2 separate regions of the Danio rerio genome follow, and region 1 is linked to region 2. A link is a contact called in public HiChIP or PLAC-seq data. All regions are on one chromosome and are shown on one strand. The core of a region is the stretch at or near the end of the contact, and the rest is flanking DNA. Distances in the headings are between cores, read along the strand shown. Region 1 holds the start of paip2b (poly(A) binding protein interacting protein 2B). Region 2 holds the start of rgs12b (regulator of G protein signaling 12b).

Region 1 (6,801 bases), core at 4,093-6,592, 180 kb after region 2:
CTAAAGTTACAAAAGCTTATTATACTACTGTATAATATTTAACTTGAGTGTCATGGTGGGTATCACAAACGCCAGGTCCATTGTTCGAGCCCTGGCTAGGTCAGTTAGCATTTCTGTGTGGAGTTTGCATATTCATGTGGGTTTCCTCTGGATGCTCTGGTTTCCCTCATGTGTTTTGGTTGGACTGAATAAACTAAACTGGCCGTAGTCTATGTGTGTGAATGAGAGTGTATGGGTGTTTCCCAGTGCTGGGTTGCGGTTGGAAGGGCATCTGCTGTTTCCACTGAATTTTGACTGACAATGACTGTTTATTTTTTTGTCTGTTGTTTTGTTTTACCCACCCTGTTTTATGAAAAACAAACAATTTGGTTTTATTACTACATTTCTAGCCTCAACCCCCAACTTTAAGGGGGTTTGAGGACATTTTTAATAGTGAAAATCTAATCTATATCTAATATAGTGGCAATAATATAATCTGATAAGGCAAAATCCTTATTTCATGAATGTATGCATGTACAATAGCCTAACAGTTAAATATATGTTCAATGCTATTTTAAAACTGTTAATTTATTTAGAAAAACTTTGGTGACAAACGTATTGCTTAAAAAATATTTTATATATGTTATATCATTAATATATATATATATATATATATATATATATATATATATATATATATATATATATATATATATATATATATATGTTTATATATATATACACATATTGGATTATATAATGTTAAACACATTGTTTAGAACAAAGAGTTTGACTAAACCATTGTTTGTTTACCTTCCAGGAAATAAAACCGACGCTTTTCTTAAAAGACCTCCATGTGGGCCTGCTGAAGTCACCAAACTGAGGCCTGGTTCAGTATTCCCCCCTTCTCAGTCAAAGTGCAGCATCCGTCGCTGTTTTGGCTATCGAGACTGTAACAAAAGAAGACGTTATACAAGGAAAAGATGCTTTTCATCTTCACAAAGATATGCCACTTCCATTACCTCAAGAAATGATCATCAACAGTCTTCATTTCCAGACGTGTCTGAAACCACGAAAATTTACACGGCACAAACTTCGACACAAAGTGTATGTTTATAATACGAATTTTGATTATTGATATCGTCAATGAAATAACGTCAACAAAACATTAAGATGTAAATTTTATCTCAACTGTGCAGGCTGAAAATAAAAGATACTTTTTAAAAGAATTCATACTGGCAGTCTCGTGTGGTAGCAAATTCATAATTGAGAGGACAGTGACTTCTAGTGGTGAATGGAGTGCAGTTAGGTCATTTACCGGAGAGGAAACTGGTGTTTCGAACTGCACTGCATTTGCAAGGTCTCGAGTTTTACTGATTTACCTTCATACTGCACTGTGTTAAAGTCTCTTTATGTTTTCTAACAGAAAGGTGTGATTCGTGTGTCTGGAGTCCCTCTTGATTACTCAGAGAGTGAGCTTATCAAAATGGCATCTCCGTTTGGTCACCCTGTTAACATTTTAATGGCAACTGAGATTGACACAGCAACCTGTCTTGAGTGGAAGAAGGTAGGTGCTATTTAATGTCCTAATATTTAATAATGAAAAACAACACATTTAACAGAAACTCTAATGTTATATTCATAAGAGTGGGAAGTGAACACCAGTTCACAAAGGGTAAATTAATGGGAGAAAGGAGCTGTAGACCTAGTGTATTTTAATGTCATGTTCATTTACATTCATTCATTTAGCAGAAGCTGTATCCAAAGCAAATTTCAAATCAGATTTTAAAAACCACTTAAAATCACCAGAGAGCAGCAATAAATGCCATGAAAGTTTAGCAGTTTTTTAATACACACACACACACACACACACACAAACAAACACAAATACAAGTCTACTGCACACATGCACATCACACACACACAGAGAGAGAGAAGGCGTGTGTCGTACAGATGGTTTGTCAAGCCCACTTCTGAATGGCACAATGTTTTTCAGACACATAGAGTGTTCAGTGTCTTGGTCTATTGCACATGGAGATTTAGGCCTCCACATGTTTGTAAAATAATCATCATTACCCTCTTCATTTTTTGTGATGTTCATACAATCATTATCAAATCGACCAGTTTATTGCACAATATTAATGTATTTGTGTTAACATGACCAGAAATGTAAACCGGAGACAATTCCAAGTACAGTTAGTCAAAATAGCATTGTAATGCTCTCCTATAGTGCTTTGTTCTCCTTCTTGTTCTACCATTATTGGTTAAAGTAACCGCATGCAATGCAGATTAATCAGTTAAGCTTGCAGCGCCGACTGATGGTAGAAACAACCACTATGAGTCAGACTATTTCAGAAACTTGTCCCTAAATCACACTTAAATGTGTGTGTTTTCCAGGCTTTATTAATTCTTCCAACTAAATCCTCAGCCCATGAGATGGTGAAGGTTTACTCTGCTATCCCACTCCACATGAGAGAGCAAAGTTTGGAGCTGGTGTCCCAAACAGTTGACCTTAGTTCACCTGTGAGTAGGCACATTAATGGAGGCATAGAAATGAACATCCTCTTGTGGCTTAAATAAAGTATGTATATTTGTTTTAAGTGTTTGATTCAGGCCTACTTTTTTTCCTCAGGTTTCAGTGTTTCATGCTTTTGTGAGGCCGTTAATGTCAAATGTAAGTATGCCTTGTTCTCAAGACATAACAACATTTTTAAGTGATTTTTAAAATCAACTAACTTCTTTAGGGATTGCTGACACCTTTGGACCATTTATTAGTTGTGTGTAACATGCCAAACAAGCCTTGCGCTGCTACAGGAGTGCTAAGGCTGATAAAACCTTTTGGACAAGTTTTACAAACTCTGGTGTTGAATAGAAACAAGGTGAGATGTGCTGTTGCACAACAGTAAAGACATCCTTAAAAACCTCTCTTAATTTGGTTGTTTTTATTCATGACTTTAGTTTGATCATTTTAATCTGCAAGGATAAGTGAATTAATTATACTTTTGTTTTCATTATTAGGTGAATGCAGATCAGTGCCTTTCTAACAAGAGCAGTGTCCAGATGGTTTTAGAGATGGAGTCTGCATCGGTTGCTTTATCTGTATATGAGTGGTCTCGAAAAATTCCTTGTCTTTATCACAATCATCATCTCTCTTTCTTCAGAGGATGTGATATACAGGACAAAAGCTGATGGTAAATCAGCGTAATATCTTCACAATTGTTTATTGTTTTGTGTTACTTTTGTAATAAAATACATAGAAACAAGGTCATATTGTTGTCTGATGAAGAAGAAAATAACCATTGCATGTCATATAATAATGTAATTTAAGTACTCATTTGTAAATATATTATCCTTTGTAGTGATATATGGTGGTTATTCTGCTGTGGCGACCAAGTGAGTGAGAAATCATATGTAATATTTTTTAATGAAGTCATTTAAAGTTTTAAATTGGGTTTAGTTTATCCAGTATACTGGACGATATTTATCCAGTATCAAACAAAGAGCCATAAAAAACTATAGGCTAAATCAAATTAAATGATCACTGAGTTCACAATCTAACCTCAGAACTAAATCACCCCAAAAACGTTTCTTATTGAAGGCACACAAATTAATACACATGTGGAAATATTATTTATTTAAGCCAGATAGCTTAAGGCAGTTTGGTGGTCTGTGAACAGTTTTGTATTACAATTAAAAGTTCAAATGAATTTCTAATAAGTTTTATATCAATATAAATAGTTAATAAAATAAGAAGGAAGATTAAACTACAGTAAATAAACATTTTAAGATCTATGCATATTCTATCCTAAAAATGCCATTTTTTATATAACAAAATAAATGTTAAATCAAATTAATCTTATTAGAAAATAAATGTTTTCCAAAATGAATTTAAACCAAATAAAATGTTTAATTACATGTATGTTTTTTGGGCAGCACGGTAAAGCAGCCTCACAGCAAGAAGGTTGCTAATTCAAGTTCCGGGTGGACCATGTTGGTATTTCTGTGTGGAGCATGTTATCGCCGTGTTCGCGTGGGTTCCCCCGGGTGCAAAAGTCAAAAGACATGAAGTCAAAAGACATTATTTAAATAATTTCAAGACCTAATTGAATTTGAGTAAGTGTAGTGTGTGAATATAAGAGTGTAACATTTATTTGGAAAAATAAAACAAATTATTTACGTAAAAATCATATGGTCAAAGAGTATGAACATGGAGGTTTAAAAACCTTAGATTTTGAATCTCCTCTTGGCACTTTTAGAGTTATATGGTTGAAAGAGTGTTTAGCTAAGCCTTATTCAATATGGTATCATATCCCAAATAATTTGTTAAAAAAAACTGGTGGCCTTGAATTTGTATTAAGATGTGATCATGATTGTTCAAAGCTTCCTTTGAAGTTGTCTAATTTTCATAAGCAAATACTACTTTTTTGGAACCTTGCTTCTTGTTGCAGTTGTAACAATTTTAATTTATTTTAATGGTAAACATGCCTTGCGATGTTGATTGTTCCCTGTTTTGTGATGTAAATGTAAGAGTGTATGGGTGTTTCCCAGTGTTTGGGTTGCAGCTGAAAAGGCATCCGCTGCGTAAAACATATGCTGGATAAATTGGCGGTTCATCCCTATTTAATAAAGGGACTTTGTATAAATGTATGTATGTTGTTTAACTACAACTTGAGTGTTTATACTTTTTGAATTTAGGTATTGATGTCCCTCACACAATTCAGAGATCTGAAGTATTTGATTTGATAAAATAATTTAATTTAACGCTATTAACAACTGGGTTATTACATTAATCTTGTTTGGATTAAGTCCGTTTGCATTTATAAGAGTTCTGAAACCAATATGTTTAAAAGTACAAGTTCCCTGACCGGGAATCGAACCCGGGCCGCGGCGGTGAGAGCGCCGAATCCTAACCACTAGACCACCAGGGAGAGATGTCGATCAATAGGTTTAGATCCAGTATGAGCAAGTACTGCCCATATATATCATCATTGACTGCCATAATATTTAAGGTTATTGCGGTTCTTTCCGCTGTGGCGACCTCTGAAATAGAGACTAATAAGCCAAAAGAAAGTGAATGAATGTGTGCATGCTCATGATTCAGATCCTATCGTCAATATCTTTGGCGATTGTTTTTAATGAAACCACCAACATGTAAATTGCTTAACGATACAAATGTAATTTGCATTGTCAGTTTCTTGCAAAAACACGCTTGAATTGAGTAGCAGGGCCTGCAGCAATCATGTTGAAATCTAAAAAAAAATTAAAAATCAGTCAGATGTTGAAATACCGATGATGACCGACAGGACGCGCCCGCGACGTGTTTGTTTGAAAGGCCCACATGAGCACTCTGACGTAGGCTTGAAATCTAGCCAGGTAACGGTGTCGGTGCAAACAGGAAAATTACCTCTTTTACTCGACTTATTTGGAGATAGATTAGAGCGACAGACGCGTTACAATGCCGGGTAAGTCCTCTTAGCTGCTCATATCTGTGAAAAGAGCCATGTTTAATGTTTTGACTTTGAAACTGTTGTGTGCTTCTCTCACCCTCTTTGTTTTGTGAAATGGTTGCCTTCGATTAATGCGTAGAGTGGCAAATATAAGTAATACAACAGATGTAACGTTAAGTGAAACGCAGATTAAGCCGATGAAAACTCACTTTGTAGAGTTTTGTGTGTAGCGCTGTGAGCATGGAGGCCTAGTGATGTGTCTGCGATGCAGGCTAACTCGCGCATTTAGCACGCTACTTAATTTAACGTTACCACACGAAAGCCTTTTAAACTATTCAACACAACAAGTACCACATTTGCTTAAATGGCAGGTGGGTAACCTTTAAACACTACTAAGTACGGTCATAAAATGGGGTTTCACGTGGAAAGAACGTTGTTGTTGTTGTTATGTGTCGGCGGTGGCTCGTGCTAACGCGCATAGCTTCATAGTTACAATATACACTAACGGGGCGTTAGACAAACGTGAGCAAGTGTTTAACTTTTTTTTACTCAAACGAAGTTGTTCTCGTAAGCAAAAGGGGCTGTTTTAATTTGAGGCTTTCTTTAATAGTTTATACTAAAGATAGTTATCCCTTGAGCCTTGGCCAGGCCTCACGTTACAATGAATCAAATCCATGTGGAGAAAGATGGTGTCGACTGACCTCCTCTTTGTCTCATTTATGCAACACGCTGATAGTTATTAACAGATAGTTATATAATGATCTTTAAACCGTGTGTGTTACGCACTGCGTCGTGTAGCGGGCATTAGAAAAGCTTAATAAACGTTATCCTGCCTTGAGTTTGCCACATCAAACCACTAATTTGCCAGCGTGTTTAGTGTTTGTACTTTACAAAGACACCAATCATATTGCTGTATAGTTATATAAAATGTGTGTTAATTATGCTTTCATGCAGTTAAATCATTCATTTATCCCGTGTACCGCGAGTGTTGATGTAAACATGTCTTTTCACGAGTCTCTTGTGTTCACAGGCATCACTTTTGTCGTCTGTCTGTCTGTACTGAGGCTGTTGATTTCTGTTTTTTGAGTATTAACATTGCGTTTACACTCCCAGAACCTGCTGATATTAACAGTCCGGAGGTAGCAAAGACACCAGGAGGCGGCAGTGGACAAGGGAAGGATGAGAATGTTGTGAACGGACACAAAGAAGGGGATGCAAACCCTTTCGCGGAGTACATGTGGATGGAGAACGAGGAGGAGTACAATAGACAGGTCAGTGTGAAGCTGCTTAATGTGTGACATCTCAAAGAACACCTTTTGTGCTGGTTGTTTATACACACTTGAAAATGGGATTCACAAATTAGGTTAAAGACTCT
Region 2 (6,924 bases), core at 2,134-4,633:
GTCTTCTATGTGAATAAATTTCACACTTAGGTCATTTCAAAATTAATATTATGTTTAGAACAGAGATTTGGCTAATGAATACTTTTTGTAGGTTAACAGGCCTTGGTACTTCTTTCTTTTCATTGTCTTAGAAGGGGGCATTTCAATTTTCCATTTAATCTGGTTTGGGACAGCATAAATTGATGATGACAAGCTTTCCTATATTTGTTGAACTATTTCTGAACGTATCCGGCTTAAATTAGTTTTAGTGGTTTGACATCTACTGGCCAAATTCAATACTTGAATAAACAGAGTGAATATGAGGGAGCAGAGCAAGCACTCTCAGTCATTTGAACTGAAAATTTTCCACTGGGAGAATGATACCAACTCAGCTTTGTACCTCAATCTTCTCATCTCAGGGTCAGTTTTAGCACGTTCCCTCCAAGCATGAAGAAGCAGTGAAAGCTGCAAATGGGAATGAGGTATTTTCAGCCTAGGTACGTATGTCACCTACCTGACAGAATTCTTTTTGACAGAGAGGTGTTTGTGCATTGATGGTGCAAAACTATTGCAGATTAAACTATAACAGAATAAAATACAAGAGCAAAGTTGGAGTGAAACTTTGCAATTTGTTTTTTTTTTAGAGAAAGTCTGGTGGAAAGGTACATTTGGTGCGTTTAAAAACAGCAGGGTAAAGGATCAGGTTATGCCTGTTAATAAGAAAAAGACGACAACGTGGTCTATATTCCAGGCACATTTGTTTCCCAGCAAGCATTTATTGTTTTTAAAAGAGGTCTAATAGATGTTTAAGAATAGGCGAAATCAAGACTAGTCATTCAATAAACACAAATTAATAACTACACATATAAAGTCTACTTGACAACTAGTCTAATTTTGGGTTATTCTTAGATATCAATTAGATTTTCACTGACAGCCCATGTTTAGCCTTGTTTTAGCCAAGCTGGCTACGTTTTGACGTCTATTAGACATCTATAAAACACAAAACTATTTGCTGGGTTATGCTTGCAAGGACATTTTACGCAAACAACAAAGATTTGAACAACACACTCGCTAGCTGATTAACAAGTTTTCTGCAATGGGATCACATTTAAAATCAGTACCCACTCATTCTACCTAATCCCTAAGGTTCAGTGTTGTAAAAACAAATGCATTTTAATTTGCAGTTAAGAATGAAGAAGGCTAACAGATTGTAATCTCAAACAAATTGTTCTCAAATCTTGCAATGGTGACTTGATTGATTATCTTACCTTTTTTTCTGAATCTTTAGCTCTTCTGACATTGTTCGATTGTTGTGAATGCTCTCGTAGGTTCTTCTCCCCAAACAGCTTCTTAGCCCACTCATCCTTCTGTGCATGAAGCCGGTGAGGCTGTGAGGCGATTTCGCCTGCAGCACGGTACCGGTCAGCTGGAATCTTGCTCATCGGTGGTGGCAGGGTGCTACAGTTAGCACTGGACCATCCGTCTGTGGACTCTGCATAAGACTCCTGATCACTGCTGTGTCCCTGACGCCAATCCCTCAGGACGTGAACTGGCAGCCAGCGCTGGCCTGATGCCCCTGCCGCTTTCTTGCCATGAGCAGAATAGTGTGAGCGCGAAGGAAGGCCTGACACATCCAGCCGTGAGGAGGAGTTTAGATGCCTGCCAGAAAGCAGAGGTGGGTCTCCATGGGAATGTGGATGGGGCTGAGGGTGATCCACAAACTGCTCATGCCGAAATCCGTTACGATGTGAGATCGGTGGCGGAGGAGGTGGTGGCGGAAGACCTCCTATGGCACCCTGGCAAAAAGATCCCATAGGGTTTTCCCAAGGTCCTGTAGGAACATGTCGACTAGGATTTGCACCCAAGTCCACCAAGAGGACTCGGTTGTTCTTTTCCTCTGGCAAGAAGTTCCCAATGCCGCTGTCACTGTTGCTGCTTGTGCTGTTGTTCTGCTGAGCATCTAAGTCACCATCAAGGAAAGCTCGAGCTCGCATACCCTCTATGGATTCTCCCATGTCACGATACAGAACAGACACAAACTGTAGAAGTGGCTGAGAAGTCGGTGGGAACTCCAAGCAGCCACCAGTATCTGGGTCTGGAGTGCAGTCAAAGCCAAAGCGTCGGGCAATACCCTGGTGGATTTTATGATGACAGAGTTCCGGGTCTACAATGAAGACATGACAAGATGTCCGTAAGCCTTGCTCCTCCTCACCATGCCTATACATGCGGTGGTCATTTGTTGCTTGCATGGTGACAAGGCCAAAAAAGCGGCGGTCGTCTGGACACACAGCACTGAAGGCTAACTTCTCTGCAGGGTAAGTTGCTAGAACAGCACCTCGGTCATTGCATAGTTGCACACAATCATGCATGACTTTAAGCAAAACCAACGAGTGCACTTTTTGTTCGGCACGTAGACGTCGCATACAGCCACGTATTGCCTGCAGGCTGTCACTTTCTAAATTGGCACTTGTTGAAGCTAATTCAATAGATCCCAAGTAACCCACAATCATCCCAACATTGAGTATTCCTGCAGAGTCTGCAGTTTGCAACAGGGCAAATTCATCTTGCGGTTCAAACATATCAACAAACACAGAGTCGTCATTGAGCACTTTGGCCATCTCTTCCTCAGTGAGCAAGTTGGGATCACTTTTTTGGGTGTTGACGCTCACATAAGGGAATTCTGGCTCTGAGACAGCCCTTGGTTTGGAAGCAGAGGCACAAGCAACTGCTCTTTCTGAGCTGCTGGATGAGTGGCTCGAATTTTCAAAGATCATGTTGAAGATCCCACCAGACTGCATCTCTGCTACAACACGTTCTGCACGGTTTATGCCTAGTGTCTTTGAGTCCATCTTTGGCCTCAGCCAGTGGCTCTTGTGGTCATGGAACTCCAGTTCTTCATCACTTGAACACGAATCAACGTGGCCGTTTTTATGACTGCCTTCGGCAATGACTAAGTGTAGGACACCTGTGCAGCGGCCAATCAGCTTAACAACATCCTCATGAGAAGCTTTGGACACATTAATGTCATTCACACTCAGGATCTGATCTCCAGAGCGAAGGCCCACATAATCAGCTGGACTACCCTTAAGGATGCAATTCAGAACACATGGAGACTGACCAGAGAGTGTGAAGCCATAGCCTGTTCTCCCCCTTGCAACCTCCACTCCTCTAATGCGAGCAGATGGCTGGGCATTTACACGCCTCCTGCCTTGTTCTGATTGCCTGAACATCCTTCTTTGGCTCTCTGTTTAGCTCTTTTTTGAAACAGGCTTCACAAATACAGAGATGGAGAGCTTAATGATATCATCCTTTCAGTTCCAGAGCTCCAGCCTAAGGAACTAACATGGTGAATGCTTGAATATTCACAGTACACCTTTACAAGAAAAAAGGAAGAAAGGTTTTGGATTAACTAATGCACAGACATATTAGCGACAAATTTAAACACAAAGAAAAATTTATGATGTAACACTTTCAGTACACGTTTACAAGAAAAAAGGAGAATAGTTTTGATTAACTAATCCACAGGCAAATAACTACAAATTTAAGGACAACCAAAATTCTATGATTTAATAATTTTAGTATTAGGACTGGGCGATAAAAACGATATCGGTATTTATTGACCGAACACTACTGTCAATATTGATAAAAAAAATATTTGATATGTAGTTTTGTTATGAAGCACCATAGTTTTATTTAAATGTGGCTTAAGGTTTAAGTTTGTAATGTCATTTCCAATGGAGGCGTGCAACTTGCATGACTCGAAATGCACAAACAACTACAGAATGCACATGTTGTGCAAGTATGCATTTTCCAAGCCCCTAGTTGAAAACATCGGAACTTTTTCGAATGCGTCAAGTGGACCGTGATTTATGCAAGTACAACTAACCAAATCTACCAATCTGCTTCACAGTTTGTATGGAATATACACACTTTAGCAGTAATGGTAAATGTTAGACTAATTACCTAAGAAAAACACAGCACATCCAAACACTGCAGTGCTTTTTACTTTTCTCCATAAACCTGTCATCCTCTGAGAAAACGATTGATGGTCGCTTGGTTAAGAGAGACGCCAGAGGAGCCCATTGTAATGGTCAAGGAAACCACATGCTCGTGCTTGCCACTTCAGGTCAGAATACCAACACATGTGAAAATGAGTGCCGTGGCTAGCAGCAGTGTGGGGATTGTAAATAAAAAAGGATGTAAGGATGTCGTCAGAGTGACTTTTTGGTTTCTTTTTTTGTGGACCCCAGCCATTAGCACCCCAACTGAAAGAATTTTTGGCATGGGGTAATGTAGTCATTTAACTTCACAATTTGTTATGTTGCAATATGTATTTGAATAATATATAAAAGTTTATTTTGTTATAAAGAGATCAGATATTTAGTTTAAATATTTTTGCTTTTGACTATTAAAACTATTTGACTCAGTAATGTGGGTAAATTAAAATAAAGTTTATAAATAGAAAAATCCTAACAGTTCCTAAACGAATTGGCAAAAAAATATTCAAATTATCGACAGCGAATGATAAACATGAGATAGTGATATTTTTTTGCAATATCACCCAGCCCTATTTAGTAGTTTATTACACCTTATTTTATTACTTTAAATATAGTTTCATGCAAATAATATATGAAATCAATGTGACAACAGTGATTAGATTTCCAAATAATTCATGAAATAAAGAGCTTATCAAGTTTATTAGACCAGTTTTAGTAAAATGTATATAAAAATGTTTAGAAGCATGTAGCAAACTGAAATAACTGTAAAATGAATTTCCATCTTTTAATAAATGGCCATAACTACTATTTTCACACAAAAACATTAATTTCCAAAAATCATGAATGACAACAATTAGATTTCAGTATTAGACATATTACTGTTGCTAAAGAGCTCACATATATACTGTCGAGTTAACTATAAAAGAAACAAAAATTATTTTGGTATCCAGAAAATACAGTTAGTTTAGGCCAGCTGTGGTCTGGTTAATAATTTTGTTACACACATATTGAGACGTTATGTTTCCCAATATGTTTTTGACACCTGAATATCCTCTTTTGTCACTGACTACCATAACTTGGGTTAATTACAATGTGTGATAACATTACAACATTTTGGCACCTGAGCAGATTAAACAACACGCGCTTTTGTGGACCATTAACGTGCCGCGCGATTTTAAAAGTTACTGAAGAGTGAGATAAGTTGGGTGGAGTAAGCATTTTATAGAAACGGACAGAATATATAAACTCACATATTTATCAGTGCTTGTCATCGATTATTTGTCCTTATTCTTCTCATACAGATGCCAAGAAGACGAGAAGACTCATCCGCTCTTGCTACCCCTCCCGCCTTCTTTTTCCCTATTGTTGGAATGCCCACGCGTCAACGTGTGTAACCATGACAATTGAACTGTCAATAGCCATTTCCCCTCGTTCATTGGTTACCACAGCTGTCAGTCATCTTCACATCGACCCAAAAACCCAGTTTGACCAAGACACGACAACTAACCACAAAAAGTTATGCTACAGGTGTCAAAAACATCAAGAGCGAAAAAAAAACTAAAAGTAAAGTAAGATAACGTAAATATCTTCGCAGTCTTCACCGTACTCGTGAATTTAATATTTTATAACGGATGTGTGTCGAGCTGCTTCGGTATTGGTTTTCGCGAAGAACAGCTGGCCAGTGAGTAACTAACGGTATTAAATTATCGGCATCAGTCTGTAGATACTGACTGAAGTAACATATATTCACACAACACTTAATTATAAGATATAAAACGACAACTTCATATAGATAAACATAATATCAAATAACAAAATCATTTACCTATAGGCCGAAAGTTCTAATACCCGCAAAGGCACAAGAAATTCCCATGGCTACATTGCTAACATTAGCCGCCACTTCCCAAAAACTTTCCTGTGAGGAAGAAATAAGACATTTCGAGCATTACAATAGAGAAAATCTTAGATAGTTATAGATTGTTATGCGTTAAGTAGTTTGGTGCTCTTACTTGTGACGGATGTGTCCAAACGTGATGTGAAGTTTAATGACATGGTAACCTTAGTGCTGCATAAGGAGTAAACAAAAGGAGAGGGCAGCTGGTGTGTGGACAGCAGCAGCAGGAGGAGGAGGAATCTACATCTCAGGGAGGTTTTTCTTCTTAAAGGACAGCACCAGTATATGACTTTTCTTAACACGACAATGGATTTTGATATATAATTTAGTTAATCCCCAAAATTTTATATAAAAATAGAATGATGAAGTAAAAGTACCAGCCAAGTTCACACTAGATACACCGTTTTAAGTAATTTAAAATGTCCTATTACTTTGAAGTGTAAAATAATATTTTAAGAAAGCAAAGACGTTTTTGTAATTAAGAAATATTAATGTTTCAATATATTTGTAATAAATAATATTATTGATTCTCTTTTATTTGCTAAATAGCTTTTTTAATGGATTTTTAATATTTACATTATATAGATTACTATAAATCTAATCAGGAATGTGGCATTCCTGGATCTGATATTTATTTATTACACAGTATGAAAATTGGAGCTGTCGCCTCACAGCAAGGTCACTGGTTAGAACCTCGGCTCAGTTGGCGTTTCTGTGTGGAGTTTGCATGTTCTCCCTGCGTTCGCGTGGATTTCCTCCGCATGCTCCCGTTTCTCCCACAGTCCAAAGACATGCGGTACAGGTGAACTGTATAGGCTAAATTGTCCGTAGTGTATGAGTGTGTGTGTGTGAATGTGTGTCTGAGTGTTTCCCAGAGATGGGTTGCGGCTGGAAGGGCATCCGCGGAGTAAAAACGTGCTGGATAAATTGGCGGTTCATTCCGCTGTGGCAACCCCGGATTAATAAAGGGAGTAAGTTGACAAGAAAATTAATGAATGAATGAAGATTGGAGAAACCATATTATTATTATTAATATATATATATATATATATA

The links. HiChIP or PLAC-seq counts read pairs in DNA pulled down with a chosen protein or histone mark.
Region 1: a contact with region 2 is called in an H3K4me3 HiChIP or PLAC-seq map of embryo, with 2.9 times the contacts expected there. The contact joins the promoter of paip2b here to the promoter of rgs12b in region 2. A contact is called at or near these places in 1 of 18 Hi-C or Micro-C datasets (caudal fin) and 1 of 4 datasets of contacts at active chromatin or transcription factors (embryo).

What each region holds. Positions count from the first base shown.
Region 1 is chr1:44,550,669-44,557,469 of GRCz12tu, forward strand. It overlaps paip2b (poly(A) binding protein interacting protein 2B), which reads left to right and starts at 5,343. Exons shown (of 4, transcript NM_200766.1): 1 at 5,343-5,441; 2 at 6,540-6,697. The coding sequence starts at 5,435. It overlaps trnae-cuc (transfer RNA glutamic acid (anticodon CUC)), which reads right to left and starts at 4,907; the gene lies at 4,836-4,907. si:ch211-89o9.4 reads left to right here. Exons shown (of 8, transcript NM_001145593.2): 3 at 800-1,086; 4 at 1,406-1,546; 5 at 2,377-2,502; 6 at 2,612-2,653; 7 at 2,724-2,858; 8 at 2,998-3,247. The coding sequence ends at 3,168.
Region 2 is chr1:44,374,751-44,381,674 of GRCz12tu, forward strand. It overlaps rgs12b (regulator of G protein signaling 12b), which reads right to left and starts at 3,384. Exons shown (of 18, transcript NM_214724.1): 1 at 1,248-3,384. The coding sequence starts at 3,209.